2 separate regions of the Mus musculus genome follow, and region 2 is linked to region 1. Evidence: chromatin contacts called from public HiChIP or PLAC-seq data. All regions are on one chromosome and are shown on one strand. The core of a region is the stretch at or near the end of the contact, and the rest is flanking DNA. Distances in the headings are between cores, read along the strand shown. Region 1 has its middle 53 kb from the start of Zfp281. Region 2 holds the start of Zfp281 (zinc finger protein 281).

What was found. HiChIP or PLAC-seq counts read pairs in DNA pulled down with a chosen protein or histone mark.
Region 2: an H3K4me3 HiChIP or PLAC-seq map of embryonic stem cells shows a contact between it and region 1, with 7 times the contacts expected there. The contact joins the promoter of Zfp281 here to the enhancer-like site in region 1. A contact is called at or near these places in 12 of 39 promoter capture datasets (the 3T3-L1 cell line, 3T3-L1-derived adipocytes, the C10 cell line and 6 more), 2 of 15 datasets of contacts at CTCF or cohesin (CD8 T cells and the NIH/3T3 cell line), 62 of 484 Hi-C or Micro-C datasets (the 3T3-L1 cell line, the AML12 cell line, B cells and 31 more), 34 of 115 datasets of contacts at active chromatin or transcription factors (the 3134 cell line, CD4 single positive thymocytes, CD8 T cells and 19 more) and 4 of 9 other capture datasets (adipose tissue, embryonic stem cells, liver and 1 more).

Annotation. Positions count from the first base shown.
Region 1 is chr1:136,567,745-136,575,490 of GRCm38.p6, reverse strand. No RefSeq gene overlaps it. Among named protein-coding and RNA genes, the nearest start is that of Zfp281, 53 kb to the left of the region's middle. Within about 2 kb of position 4,985, at least 32 of the 459 cell types and tissues checked have an H3K27ac peak or open chromatin away from gene starts, as enhancers often do. A contact at or near this core is called in the SCID.adh cell line, embryonic stem cells, extraembryonic endoderm stem cells and 3 more, where this site is marked.
Region 2 is chr1:136,621,046-136,628,791 of GRCm38.p6, reverse strand. It overlaps Zfp281 (zinc finger protein 281), which reads right to left and starts at 3,891. Exons shown (of 2, transcript NM_177643.4): 1 at 3,741-3,891; 2 at 1-3,520. The coding sequence starts at 3,506. The coding sequence ends at 825.

The sequences.
Region 1 (7,746 bases), core at 3,736-6,235:
CCTAGCTTCAGGTTCAATGAGAGCCCCTATCTCAAGGGAGTAGGGTAGTGAGAGAACAGGCCACCCAACAGCCTTTGGCCTCTGCACATGTACTAAGAGGCCAAATCTTTTCAATTCAGACTCCATTTTAGAGAACCTGACCTAAGTTTGAACTCAGGTAAACTAACAGGCCAGTACCTAACATTAGTCTCCAAGCCCCCTCCCCCAAAACCTGAGCTCCAGGTTACACCCCAAAAAGATCAACGTCTCCAGGTTATTCCCCCAACAAACCTGCACCCGGGGGTTACAAGCCCACCCCCTACCTAACGACCACCAATGCAGAAGGAAGCAGAAATTAAGTATATGGTATGACTCCCAACACCAGCCAATTATGGTAAAAGGCCATGGTAGCTTCCCAGTTAGATGCTTGCACACTTACCCCCCCACACACACACACACACTTGCTGCTTACTATAAAGCCTTGCCCCATAGACATTTGGGACTCCCCACCACCAAAACATCCTGTATGACAGCTGTGCACTGAGAAGCCTGAGCTAGCTCGAATAGAATAAAGACCCTGCTGTGAGTTGCATCAGATTGGCTCCTGTCTGTTTTTTGGGAGCTGGGGGTAGGGGTGGAGGTGGGGGTGGGGGAGGAATCAAATACTTTCCTGACACTACAGCAGAACTGTGCATACACCACACACATACCAATAAAATAAAATAATAATAAATAAGTCAAAAGCTGGGGTAATTAAAAAAAAAAAACCTGATGCCAGGTGGTAGTGGCACACACCTTTATTCCCAGCATTTGGGTGGCAGAGGCAGGCGGATCATTATAAGTTCAAGGCCAGCCTGGTCTACAGAGCAAGTTCCAGGACAGCCAGGGATACCACAGAGAAACGCTGTCTCCAAAAAAAAAAAAAAAAAGAACAAAATAAAAAACCTAATGAATTCATTTTCTAGTAACTACACATAAACAGTTATGCACAATAGTCTATAGGATAAAACTATTTTCTTTCTCTCAAGACAGAGACAGAAGGATCTTGAGTTCAGGGCCAGCTTGGACTATGTAGTGAGAATTTGTCCAAAAAAAAAATCAAGGGTTTTCAGTTGAAAAACACTTGTCTAGTATATACAGGGTACTGGACTTATAAAAAAAAAAAAAAAAAAAAAAAAAGCCAGGTGTGGTGGCATACGCCTTTAATCCCAGCTCTCGGGAGGCAGAGGCAAGCAGATTTCTGAGTTCGAGGCCAGCCTGGTCTACAAAGTGAGTTCCAGGACAGCCAGGACTATACAAAGAGAAACCCTGTCTCGAAAAAAAAAAGAGAGAGAGAGAGAGAAAACAAACAACAGAACAAAACCCTTTCCACCCTCTAAAAGGCAAATAACTGTTTCTTTTCTGGGAACATAACTCATGTATAAATTCAGTAATCATAGCGGTCATTTTAGAAGAGGGAGTTTGTAATGCTGTGGTATGAAATTGGAATTATTCTCTGTCCTATGCTTCTATAATACTAAGCATTTTATTACTTCTCAGATTCATTTAACATTTTAAAAGGTTTATTTTTGTCTGTTTTTTAATTTCTTGGCAGCTCTGCAACTTTGACATTCAGCAGATGAGTTCGCATCCGCATTGACTGTCTGTAGATTTTTGGATGTGGTAACAGGCAGGCCGTTACCAATGTGTAGGTAGAGTTAGGTGAAATTTGCAAGACCAGATATCGAGAGACACAGAGCAGAAGTAAATTTCAATACTTGAGCTGCTTGGGGTTTGTTCCCCCGTGAGTGACCGTAGCAGCTTCATAACGTAACTTCAGCACTGGGAAGTCATCTGGGGGTGGCTGTGAGGCCAGTGGGGAGAAGCTACTAACACTCACTATCTGGGGCTCACTGGGTAAAGGCATTTGCTGCCAAGCCTGGCCACCTGACTTCAATCTCTAAGACCCACACGGAGAAAGCCAGCTCTCTGCAAGCACACACACACACACACACACACACACACACACACACAATTTTTTAAAAATGCAATTTAAAAACAATAACAAACTGATATAGTAGTGTGTACCTTTAATTCCAGCTCTCAGGAGGCAGAAGCAGGTGGAACTCTGTGAGTTTGAGACCAGCTGGAGCTGCAAAGCAAGTTCCAGAACAACCAGAGCTGTTACATAGAGAAACCCTGTCTCAAAACAACAACAACAACAACAACAACAACAACCAACCAACCAACAACAAAAACAGGAAAATAAATAGATGATAAAAAGACAGATAGGGGCTGGTGAGATGGCTCAGTGGGTAAGAGTACTGACTGCTCTTCCGAAGGTCCAGAGTTCAAATCCCAGCAACCACATGGTGGCTCACAACCACCCGTAATGAGACCTGACACCCTCTTCTGGTTCGTCTGAAGACAGCTACAGTGTACTTATGAATAATAATAAACAAATCTTTAAAAAATATTAAAAAAAAAAACCAGACAGCCAGACAAAACCAAACCCCTTATCTCCTACCCCAGCCCTATCTTGGTCCAGCTCCATGAGGCCGGAGGTAACAAGGCACAGAGAATACAAAGCCCATCCCTGCCACTATCATCCCTGCTCTCTAGACCTAGGTCCCCGCCCCCAGCTGCAAGAGTCAGAGATGCCTCTGGTGCCATCGGATTCTCTGGACTTGAAATGTAAATGCAAGTGAAGCCAGCAGTACTGGCATGGAGGTGGCTTAGCTTAGCATGAAATTACCTTTTGGTCACAATGCCTAGCAAGATGTCACAATGTGTGCACATCCATGCGTGCATCTTCAGTATGTGGACATGAGGCTAACCCAAAGGCTGAGACAGGAGTCCATTTATGTCATCTTCTTAATTCAAGGGAAGTGTGGTGTGTGTGTGTGTGTGTGTGTGTGTGTGGTGTGTGTGTGGTGTGTGTGTGTGGTGTGTGTGTGTGTGTGTGTGTGTGTGGTGTGTGTGTGGTGTGTGTGTGTGTGTGTGTGTGTGTGGAGAGTGCAGAGCTGGCCAGGAAAACAACCAGTAAATCTCAGTCATCTTCTCATTGGCTTCTTTTGAATATTTTCTTAATGTACAACAGAGTTTTCACTGCAAAATGCAATCAACTGACTTACTTCACATATTTTACAATATTTTCTACTTCAAAACAGTCTCTATTAAATTTACAAAGTTAGGGGCTGGTGAAATGGCTCAGTGGGTAAGAGCACCCGACTGCTCTTCTGAAGGTCCGAAGTTCAAATCCCAGCAACCACATGGTGGCTCACAACCATCTGTAACATGATCTGACGCCCTCTTCTGGAGCTACAGTGTACTTACATATAATAAATAAATAAATCTTTAATAAATAAATAAATAAATAAATAAATAAAATTACAAAGTTAGGAGCTGGCAAGATGGTTTAGTGAACCTATGTTCAATTCCTATAACATTTTTCTTTTTGTGGAGGATGGTTTGGGGTCGCCCATCCCCCCTCCCATTGTCTCACTATGCAGCTTTTTATTTTTTGTTGTTTTTGGTTTTTTTTTTCCCCCAAATGGGATAAACAAAAGAGTCCTGCAACTTAACAATGGGGATAAATACTAAGAATTGTGCTGTCGGGCAATTTCATCATTATGTCACAGTCTGCATAAACTAGGATAGCTGCTATATCACTAAGAGTGTAATATTGTGAGACTACCTTCTTATAGGGACCAAAGTCATCCTTATGAGATGCATGACAGTAACAGGCTTAAGTCTGGCTATTCCAGCTGGGGCAGAGCCGGACATCCTGCGGAGGTCCAGTGAAGCGGTTGGTCACAAAAGCACACGCTCTCTTTAGCACCTGGACAGCAGGTGTCAGCTCTAAGTGAGAAGCCCGGGATCTCCCGGCTTCATCTGTTTGGAACTGGACGGGCAAGATAGTCTTGTTAGACCCTGAGAAGGATGCTGCACGCGAGGGTCCCTGAGACAGGACAGGGACCCTAGTTTTTTTTTTTTTTTTTTTTTTTTGGGTTTTTCGAGACAGGGTTTCTCTGTGCAGCCCTGGCTGTCCTGGAACTCACTCTGTAGACCAGGCTGGCCTCGAACTCAGAAATCCGCCTGCCTCTGCCTCCCAAGTGCTGGGATTAAAGGCGTGCGCCACCATGCCCGGCAGGACCTTAGTTCTAACAAGCATTTTGGGGGGCTGCCTACAAGCCACGGCCTCTGGACCAACTATGCACACCGAACCCATCCCCCATTCTCTCCCCTTCTCCACCCTGGGTATCTGCACAATTGCCTCCCGCTTCTTCCCTTGTCCTCAGCAAACACACACACCTGCTCTCTCTCAGTCTGCTCCTCTGCCCCAATGTTCGTGGGTTCTGAGCCACACCACAAGATAGAGCCGGTACCGAGAAACTACAAACGTAGGCTTTGGGATAGGTTTCTTATCCTGTTTCACCTGGCTTCCAAGGGCAATCAAGCTTATGGTTTCCCTGTGTGTGAAGGTGAAATACTAAGTACCAAAAACTCACAATAGGCCGGGTGTGGGGGAACACGTCTGTAATTCCAGAATGGAAACAAAGTGAAAAGTCCTTCTCCATTATGAGCTCCATTGGAAGTCTTCATAGTCCAAAACCTTTACACTAAGGATACACTGTTTTTCATAATCACAAGGGAAAAAGTGGTACAATACTGACGTTTTTCCAGCCCAGGAAAAATAGAAATCACTGTGGCTCATTCTCTAGGAGTGACTGTTTCTTCCTTATTTTGTGTATTTCCAAGTAACCTAGTGTGAGGATTGGTTTCTAAAGAAAAACGAAACAGAAGCACCGAGGCCAAGCAGAAGCAGTTTTTGAGTGACGAGGAGCAATTTCAGAGCACCAAGCGGAAGAAATGCCAGAGGAGAAAGCATCTGGAAAGGGATGCGGAGGGAGATAAGAAACTGACTGAAGCCAAGCCTCTAAATCCAACCTCACCATCTCTGAGCGGGTGACCCACCCAAGACACCAGGGCGGTTTTCTGAGCCCCGGCGATTGTGGGTTACAAGGCAAAGCCTTCTATCATGTACAGGGCGAGATAAACAAAACAAAGGCCGCTTTAGCCTGAACTCCGACTACCTTTGTCCTTCCCCGGGGATCTTGCTAGTTAGACCCGCCACTGGGCCTGGGGTGGGGGAGGGGAATGTCATGGCGTCGTCCAAAGAAGATGGGGGCTACCGGTGGGTGGTTGCCACTTTTCATATGATTTCCACTTTTTATTTTCTTATAAAAAAATACTGTGGATTTACTGCTGAGCCTGTGTACGGCACCTCTCTAAAGAGAAAATTACTTCTGGAGGATCTGCTTGCACAAGCGTAAACTTCGTGCGCCTCTCTGCACCGCAAGAAACACATCAGACTCCATATGCTGATTCGGCTCTTTTGGGTTACCTGCTCGGAGAACTCGGGCGGGCGCTTGTTTCTAGCATGTCCTGTTCCTCCAATTTTTTGCTCATTCATATAACTAAGTGTGCTACCAAGGAATTCCTAAGTGCATTTGCCTTTACTAGATGCCAGGAAGGTAGCAGGGATGGCGGGTAAAGGGTCTTTGCATTTGAAAGATTTACAATCCCATGCAGGGCACAGCAGAGAAAAACAGCAACTGGTCCTCTGGGGCGGGGTGGGAAGAGGGCGGGGGTGGGGGCGGGGGACCACTCCAAATGGAGCGAACAGCAAGTGCAAAGGCCCAGGGGAGGCAAAGATCAACAAAGCTGGACGACTGCAGAGTCCGACTCCAGAGTCCGGGAGGGCAAAGTCTGTGGGGCTGGAGGAACTTGAATTATGCTGAGTGTGGCAAGACGCCATTTAGATCTTTGAGCCAGGAATGATGGATTGGGGAACTCTTTTTTGGTTTTCTTTTGTCGTGGCAGGGTCTCATTATGAAGACTACCCTGGCCTTGAACTCAGGGCGCTCTGCCCGCCTCTGCAGGGTTTAAAGGGGTGCATTTGGCTTATTTTATTTTATTCTTAACTCTTTTTATTGAGTAGGCTCAGAGAAACACAGACGGCAGTTAGCAAGCTAAAGGCAGTCACCGGGACACATAAAGGTCACTGAAGTACAAGGAAGCCGGAAGTCCCAGAGCCCCATGATCTGGTCCGAATAATTAGCAAGCACTGAAAAAGATGGGTCAGTTCTCTGATGACTCGTGGCCAGATTCAGAGCACTCACTTCTAGAGTCAACCTCAAATCTGAGACCAGGGAATTTTTTGTAAGCTTAAGGATCCCAAGAGGCCCCGTTGCCTTTAGACTTCACTCAGTTCCGCTTGAGACTGACTGTTCAACCTAGAAATTTTCACAGAACCCAGTAGCTGGGCTCCGTGGCCTAAAATAGTGTGGCTTCTGGATGAGGGCTCCAAAGAGACAGGTTCCGATCTCTTATTTACTAGAACACTTCATTTTGCTTGCTCTGCCTTAGAGTTCGAGCAGCCGTGCTTGTGTGCACGTGCGCATGCGCATGCGCAAGCTTCCTAACTCACTTTTAAAATCCGCTCTCAGGCTCTGCCTCAGAGGAAACCCATGAGAATAACACTGACCATTTCTAAAACTCCCAGATGAGGGGTAACCGTTACCTTCCTGGACAAGTGTATTTGCCTAACATGCAGAGCATTGTGGGTTCAATGCTCAAACCACAGCCACAAGCTCCCAGGTGATGCCCACTTTCATCAGATATTCCACTACACATGAAGTGAGTTGTTTTCCGGGCTACTTTGCAGCATGGGCTACAGCTGATGACACAATGTCTCTCCTACACACAGACCGGATGCACTCCACCCCACTACCTTTATAGCACTTGAGAGAAACACTCAGAAAACTTTTACTACAAACACATTAGCAATGTTTGGGTGTGAGACTGGACAGCCTCTCAGAGAGCTCACCTGTTCCTACCTCAGAAGCACATAGTTTCATTCTGTCTCCCCTGTTTCTCCTCTCCTTGTTCTGGGTTCTCCCTGACAACTATTTTTGAGATGGTGGGCAAATTATCCATCTCGTGGAGTCCAGGAGGTCTGTCGAGAAACTTGTTGGAAAGCTATAGCACCTATAAAATGCCTTTCTTTACTGCAAAAATGTTTGCTTTAGTGTGCAGTTATATATGTATATGAATACACACACTCACACATGTATAAATGTATACATACATATAACTGCAGTGCTGAAGCATATATATATTATATATATACACATATACATATATATACATATATATATATATATGCTAGAGAGATGGCTCAGTCAGTAAATCACTCGTCACTGAGAGCCAGAGTTTGATCCCAGGATCCACATGATAGAAAGAAAGAACAGACTCCCAAAGGTTGCCTTTTGACTTGCACACATGTGCCATGGCTCACAGAAGTTGCACACACACATAAATAAATGTAATTTTAAAAAGTAGAAAGTGCGCCTGTTCTCCAAAGGTGAAACAGTGAGTTAATGATACGGTCTATCCACTCCCAATATATACCCAAGAAATTAAAATATATATTCAGACATGGAATCCAATGTACATGGTGGCATTATTTATAGTAGTCCAAAGCAGAAACGGTCCAAATGTCCGTCAACAAAAATGAATAAACACAATGTGATATAGCCATCCAAATTGAATATTACTCATTCATAAATAAGAACGATGTATGCTACAACATGGGAAGTTCTGGAAAACATTATGCCTGGTGAGTCAATCACAATGGAATGTGGCCACTAATTGAGAAGTTTCTTTTAGAGCAGCAGTTCTCAACCTTCCTAATGCTGTGACCATTTTTAATACAGTTCCTCA
Region 2 (7,746 bases), core at 2,642-5,141, 54 kb before region 1:
TCACAGAATCACTTAATGGAATTACAGCCTTGTTACAGGTGGATAAAGAGGATGGTTTTTTTCCTCTTTCTTTTATTAAAGCTATCATTCCAGGCTTTGATCAAAGATCTAAGAATATTTGTTCTACCAATCTGGAATGAATCTGGGTTTGGAAGTGTGGAGTACATTGAAAAGCTGCAACAAAATATAGGTAGCCAACAATCTCAGAATTTTGGATCAGCCCAGACAGAGATAGCACTTGAAATGTTTTCGATCCCTTACTTAAATGATGAAATGTATATTCTATTAGCCCAGAAAGAGCAATCTGAAATGTTTAAGATCCCTTAACTTAAACAACGAAATGTGTATCATACTATTTGTAAATTGGATATTCCATTACGGTGATAACGTACAGAATTCCCATGCGTTATTACACTTTCCTGAGAGTAAAGCAATTAGAATAACCTTAATCCTAGCAACAAAGTTTCTTTTTTTTTCCTTTTTTCTTTTCTTTTTTTTTTTCTGTACTTTTTTTGTTTTGTTTTATTTTTTTTGTTTTTGCATTTAAAACTTTTGGGCTATTCCCTGACAATCTATACATGTAAATTTGATTGCTAAACATTGTCACTTTGAATGTCAAACTATTTTTAATCTATTGATTTTGATTAAAAATCATAATACAAACAGAGCTAAAATCACACTAACAAAATAAACTAAATATGAAAAGTTGCATTGAAAGGGCATTACATTATTCTTAATAGGATCGTGTAGAAACATTCCAATGGCAGTGTTCTCAAAATAAAACAAAATTACATTAGACTCCCAGCCTGGTCACTCTCGAGACCTTACCTGTAACTCTGGCTGGTGGGTGTCTTTACTCTTGTACTACATGGCTCACTTACATCAGACATCATATTTGTATACCCTGAGAAATCTGACACTGAAGTCCTTACTCTATGGTCCACTTCTCCATTAGAGTTAGTGATAAAGGTCATTGGCACCCTGCTGCCCGACTTAAACTGAGAACCGAATGCTTGTGCAAAGTTCTCAATCTGGTACGTTGTTCTAGGCTCTATGTCTTTCTGAGGATCAATCTGGCTAGCTAACTCCTGAGATGGAATCTGAAAGCTCGTTGAGGACTCTAAATTTTTCTGTTGTTCCTTCTGGCTAGTCAATTTCTGAGATGAGGACTGGAAGGCTGATGATGTCTCTAAGTTCTTCTGAGAATCTATCAGATCATCCAGCTCCTGGGAAGGTGTCAACTGCTGATGTGTAGCATCCAAAGCAGATAAATAAAGACCTGGTTGAGATCCAAACAACATCCCAAAAGGAGGCTTTGGCAACGAAGATGGCAGCACTGAGGTAACAGACTGGCCAAAACCACACTCCAAAGGAGATGTAGTGTATATCTGTTTTTCTGGAAACAAAGTGTGGTTGTGGAGAGGTGAAGACAAGCTGACAAATTGGAAACCGTGTCCAAGAGTAAAACCTGCATTAGTGGATTTTTCGAAAGCCTGTTGGAGGTATTTGGAGTATTCTTGCAACATGCTTGTTTTATCATTTGAAGGTGTTTGGGTGCCTGGGCTCAAATTTTCTTCTTGAACCAATTCAGAGTGTTCTCCTGAGGTGTGTAAATCCACTCGTGGTTCTGTTAAATTGAAAGGATCCTCCTTCTGTGTTTCTGATTTGCCAGAGTACTGATCCAAAATACTTTGTAAAACCTCATCAGGAATTCCAGACTTGTCGTGACAAGACTTAATTTCAGCATTTAGAGCTGAGGAGTCAATAAGTGACAATGGCGCCTCATTGTCCAAAACACTGACCCCTGCAGACTGAATGACTGACTGCTGGGAGACCATGTGTCCTACATTGATAGAAAAGGCACTGTTGCTGCTGGCAGTTGGTAGGTATCTTCTCTTCTTTGAAAACTGCATGGCATCATCATAATTACTACTTATCGGGCCTTGCTTGCCACTTGTACTTTGGAGAAGACTAATGGTCTCCACACTATTATTCGATACGATGCCAAGTGAGCCACCTGGCTTACCAGACAAGGATTTCTGCCCAACTACGTCTGGTAACGGTGACACAAAATTAAGGTAGCTTTTATCTGCATTCTTTCTGCTTCCTTTCTTAAAGATCAATTTTGGCACCCTTTTCTGCAGTTCATCTATTCCAGTGCCAATTATGCTCCCACTGGTAGACACAGTAGGCATTTCTACTGAATAACTCTGCATGTTTATATTGTTTGACATTTGTGATTCATTTGTTTTGCCAGTCTTGTGTTCCTTATTTTCAATAGCTATGCTTTTCGACTTCGACTTTCTCCTTGAGGAACTTGTATTTCCCTGAGACAACACAGCCAGGTTACCCATACTGTTATGGTTTGATGACCCAGGTTCTGCACTAGCGGCTCCTTTTGCTATGGCTTCACCACACGTGCGCCTGTGCTTCAACAATCTGTCAGTCCTTGAAAAATACTGTTGGCAAGTGTCACACTTGTATGGCTTTTCTCCACTATGTGTCCTCTTGTGTCTCTCCATATGGTACTTCTGAATAAACTTCATGCTGCACTGATCGCACCCAAAGGGTTTCTCTCTGCTGTGAATTTTCTCGTGTCTCTGCAGTAGGTATTTCTGGATGAAACCCATACTACACTGGCTGCACTGGAAAGGCCTTTCGCCCGTGTGGATGAGGACATGTCTCCGCAGGTGGTAGGAGCTCCTGAAAGCAGCACTACAGTGATCACAGATATGAGGTTTCTGACTTGGGGACAGGACGGCACCTTCTCCCTCTCCAACCAAAGGTTTGGAAGATGCACTTGGCTTCCTCTTGGCTTTGATTCCCTGAGATTCTGGCTTTGGCCTCTTTGCCTTTTTGACGTTAGCGTCCTGCTTTGGCTCCTGGTTGCCGTGCTCATCAGTCCTGCTACCGCTGCTCAGTAATACATCGCGGTGGTGCTGGGCCGGTTGCTGCTGGGCATGCTGGTGCAGAAGACTGAGGTCTTGGATGACGCCGTGGCTCCCCCCTTCCCCTCCTCCTAGGCCTGGTGATCGCTCTTCAGCCCCAGCGAACAGCCCCCCATAGTGGTGGTGGTGATGGTGGTGGTGGGACGGCTGCTCCTCGGGATCCGCAGGTTTCTCCTGCTTGATGCTCACCAAGGACTGCAAGAATCCCCAGGAGGTCCTCTGCGAAGGGAAGGCCGCGGCTGACGCCGCCGGCTCCTTCTTGAAAGTCATGTCCGGGGCTGGCGGAGGGGGGGGCTCAGCGGCCGGGGCTGCGGAGGTAGAGGAGGATAACACGCACTGCGGGGGAGGGGCGGCCGTCCCCGCCGGCCGGGTGAAGCTGGTGACCGGGGGAAGCCGGTGGTTGAACATAACCATACTCTGGGGGAAGGTGGGCTCCATCTCTGCTCTCCTGCCGCCGCCGCTGCCGCCGCTGGCGCTGCCGGAGCTGCCGCCGGAGCCGCTACCACCGCTACTGCTGGGACCGCCGCCGCCGCTAAGGAACCCGCTGCCGATTTTCATACCCCGGAGGAGGCCTGGCTGCGGAGAGGAGGGAGAGGAGGGAAGAGGGGGAACGGCGGTAGGGCCGGGCCCCGGGCCGGGACCACCGCAGCGTTTGGGACCCGCCGCGCCGCCGCCCAGCCCGCACCGCGCCCGGCTCCCGTCCGCAGCCCCGCCGCCTCCGGCCCGGCGCGCTCGACCCCGCGGCCTTCTTGGCCGCTCCCGCGCCCGCCCCGGCCCGCCGGCCACACTTACGGGTTCCGCCGCCGCCGCAGCCGCCGTCGCCTCCAGTTAATAAAAATAACGCCGTCCTCTCCACAATGGAATTAAAAGCCTCCCCGCTTCTGCGCAGCCGCGGCGCGGTGTCTGCCGGGAAGTCCTCGACCGGACCAGAGGGGCGCTCGGCGAGCCCCGTGCGCCTGCGCCTCAGTTTCCGCCTGGCTAGCCTGTCAATCAAGCGGGCGGTTGGGCGGAGCTGCTGGGGGCTAGGTGGGAGGGGCGGGGACTTGGAGGCGGACAGCGGAGGGTCTTCCGCAGCGAGGGGACGTGATTGGTGGCCCTGCTGAGGGGCAGACAGTGGCTGAGGGTTTCTAGGGAGAAGGCGCTCCGGAGGTGGAGCCCAAGGGGCGGGAAGTCCGGGGACGCCAGGAGAGCGTGTTGCAGCGTGGCGTGGGAGCTGCAGAGGAAGGGGTTAGGGAAGGTGGAGACACTGAAAACTGAACATTGGCATTTGGTTCACTTTAGTGTTTGCAATCCAAGTATTGAATCAAAATCAAACAGAGAATAGGATTCCTTAAGGTACTTGTGATTCTGCCTGAAAGCTTTAAACTCGTAACGGTATTGATTACAGATAGCTTTTACTCCTTTTCAGAATGGAGACAGCAATAACGCTTGTCTTTGCCTTTATTGAAGGAGCCTTTGAGACTGCCATAGAGGAGGGACCGCTGCAGAAAATTGTCTCAGTGCCAGCCTACCTGAAGGCTACGCAAAGGGAAACCACGTGTAATCCCAGGTGCAGCTGTCCTGTAAAACACGCCCACACACACTTCATCATCAGATGGTATTTAAATGCCACGTACTTTCTCAGTTGTCTGAATTTGCTTATTACGTTGAATACTAACTAGCCTCAAATACTGGCCATCGTTCTTGTTTAAAATCTCTGTTAGGATACATACCCCACTCTCCCAACCCCTCCAGTATAGAATACCTAGAAACTTGAAAAGTTGTTCCTTATTCAGTTGGGGGAAATTAGATAAAATCTTGAAATTAAAAGTTCTATCGACAAAACCAAATAGATATTAATTTAGTGCCTAATAATGTATAAAAGGCATTCACAGCGAGCATGCAAAAATCTAAACCAGCAACTTTCCTAGGTGTATTTATACACCACAGACTTTTTAATAAAAAGACCTGGAGAACAGTTATTTACATAGTGTGTTTTCTTAAAGAAATCACACGTCCATATTCTCATAGTGTTTCTCGAGATGACTTCTTGTAATAACTTCCTTGAGAAATTTTGCAATTAAAGCCATAGCGGTGTATTGTTTACCAACACAGGCCTCTCTGAGCCTGCCCAGAAACCTTAAAACTGTATTTTATGAATAGTTTCATGAGGCATTGTATCTTCCTAGCCCCATGGAACTACAGTTAAATTATTTCCTGAAACTACCAGGTATAGCTAAGCGTTGAACACTGAAAATTCAAAAACTTCAGACAGTAATAAAATATTAGTCAGTGCCAGTGAGAAATGAGGCTGTCCCTGTACTCAGGGTGTCCATGTTTAATGGTAAAGCTGGGCTGCACATAAGCCAGCCCAAGCATGAAGGGCAGTGGGACACTCATATGAAAGCCAACTTTGTTCTACAGTTATCAAGATAAGAAACCTGTCATTTCTCTCATTCACGCTGTCAGCCTTGAGCTACTCCAAGCAGACTTACCTCTAGGTTGTATACCCCATATATCAGGAAGATGAAGAGACCCTGTAAAATAAAACGGAGGGGGAAAGCTGTTAGCGCTAATCATTCCGCCAGTGGAAATGCCCGAAATAAACTTTCCCGGGAACAGACAAAAGAAGACACACTTCATCAACGTCCATTTATTTTCCCGTTTTTCACCATTAGAAGTCGTACCTTGAGCATTTATATGATAACACACCAGCACATCACTTATACTGGTTGTGCTATTCAATTCTTTGGTGATAGAAAATAGAAATAGTATCCTAACTACATGGAATAATAATTAGGAGGTGGCTAGATGATGAAACACTTAATATTTCTAAACTCCGTCTAAACTCCGTTTGGAGCAGCAACTTCAGTATATCTTATCATCTTTGAAGTTATAAAATTAGGAAATAATTGAAAGATTAAACACTACAGGTTACTGACATAGTTCAGTGATACTGTGGTTGCCTACTGTGGATAAAGCTTGAACCCCAGTACCAGTGAAACCAACCAACTCCTTTAAACCCTCAAACGAAAGAGATAAACGTAGGTAATAGGGACTGCGGACATAGCTCAGCAGTTAAGAGCATTTGTTTTTCTTGCATAAGATCAGGGTTTAATTCCCAACACCCACCTAGGGGGATCCTGCAGGCATGAACATGGCACATACATGGATGCGGGCAAAAATTCATATACATAAAGTAAATAAATCCTCAAAAAGATAATAAATGCGAATTGTCTATTTGAAACAGAGTCTCACTATATTCCCAATTCATAATCTTCCTATCTCTGCCTTCCAAGTACTGAAATCACAGGCTAAGCCCCCACACCCAGAAGTATGAATATTTTTAAAAACACTTAATTTTTAAAAAGATTATGTTTGAGACAAGATCTCTCTTTCCCTTAGACCAGGTTGTCCTAGAATTCACAGAGATCCATCTTCCCTCCTAAGTGCTGGGATTAAAGGTGTAGACTACCAACACCAGGCTAGATTCTTTTTTAAACTTTATTTTATGTGCATGATTGTTTTTGCCTTCCTGTATACATGTGTACCATGTGCATTTCTGGTGCCAAGGAGGTCAGAAGAGGGTATCCATAGCCCTTGGAAGTGGAGTTACAGACATTTTCAAACCAGTGAGTGCTGGGATTTGACCCAGGTCCTTTGAAGAGTAGACAGTACTCTTAACTGTTGAGCCATCTCTCGGGCTGGAGATTTTGTGTATTGTACTTAGCATTCACAAGGCTCTGGGTTTGAGTCTCGGGACTGGCAAAAAAAAAAAAAAAAAAAAAGCATGGTGCTAGAGACCTTTTGTTGCACATGTGAAGCCATAGATTTAGTTCACAGGACCAGTGAAAATAAGAAAAAAAATTGTAAAATACAAAATATACTTCACTTCTTTTAAGATTCATTTATCTGTTTTCTGTAAATAAGTGCTCAATCTGCATGTGCATGTACATGTAGAGAAGAGGGCATCCGATCCCATTACAGATGGCTGTGAGCCTCCATGTGGTTGCTGGGAATTGAACTCAGGACTGGAAGAGCAGCCAGTGCTCTAAACAGCTGAGCCATCCATCTCTCCAGCCATAAATCGCACCTTTAAACCTTTTTGGCCAGATGTGGTAGCAGACACTTTTAATTGCAAAGTCTCTAGACACAGGAGCAAGCAGTGCTAGAAGTTCAAAGCTAAGCTGGGCTACATAGTGAGCCCAAGGCTTGTTGGCACTACATGGTGAAATGGTCTCCAAACAAAACAAAGAAAACCTAAACAGATTACTATATAAGATATAAGATAGTGAACACGACTGATCTGCCAGGCCAGCAAGGTGGCTCAGTAGGTAAGTAAAGGTGCCAAGAAGCCCTCTCCACCTTTTCTGCCCATAATTCCCTTACCACCTCTTACACAGTGACATGTGGCAGCTCTAGCCCACTCCTTCTACCATTGGGTTTCATGAGTCAGACTTATTAGGTCACTGGGTTTAAGAGCGACCATTTCTACCCACTGAGTCAGGTCACTGGGCCCAGGTCCCTCGGATTTTATTGATTGTTGCGAGCTGCTGGCCGGCCGCAACAATTGATGAATGAGGAATATTCTACTGTGTGAAATACATTAATTCCTCAGTAACCAAAGCTTCCTGAGCACTGCACAATATTTGTTGCAGCTTCCATGTTAGCAGCCCAAGCTGTTTGCATGAAATCTATAGTTTGGAAATCAAATAAGTCATCTGTGACCTTTCATATAACTTAGATATAGTTTTCGCAAGGTCAGGTTTCTCTAAAGGAAAGAATAAGAGAAAAATCATGGGCTAGGCAGTGGTGGTAC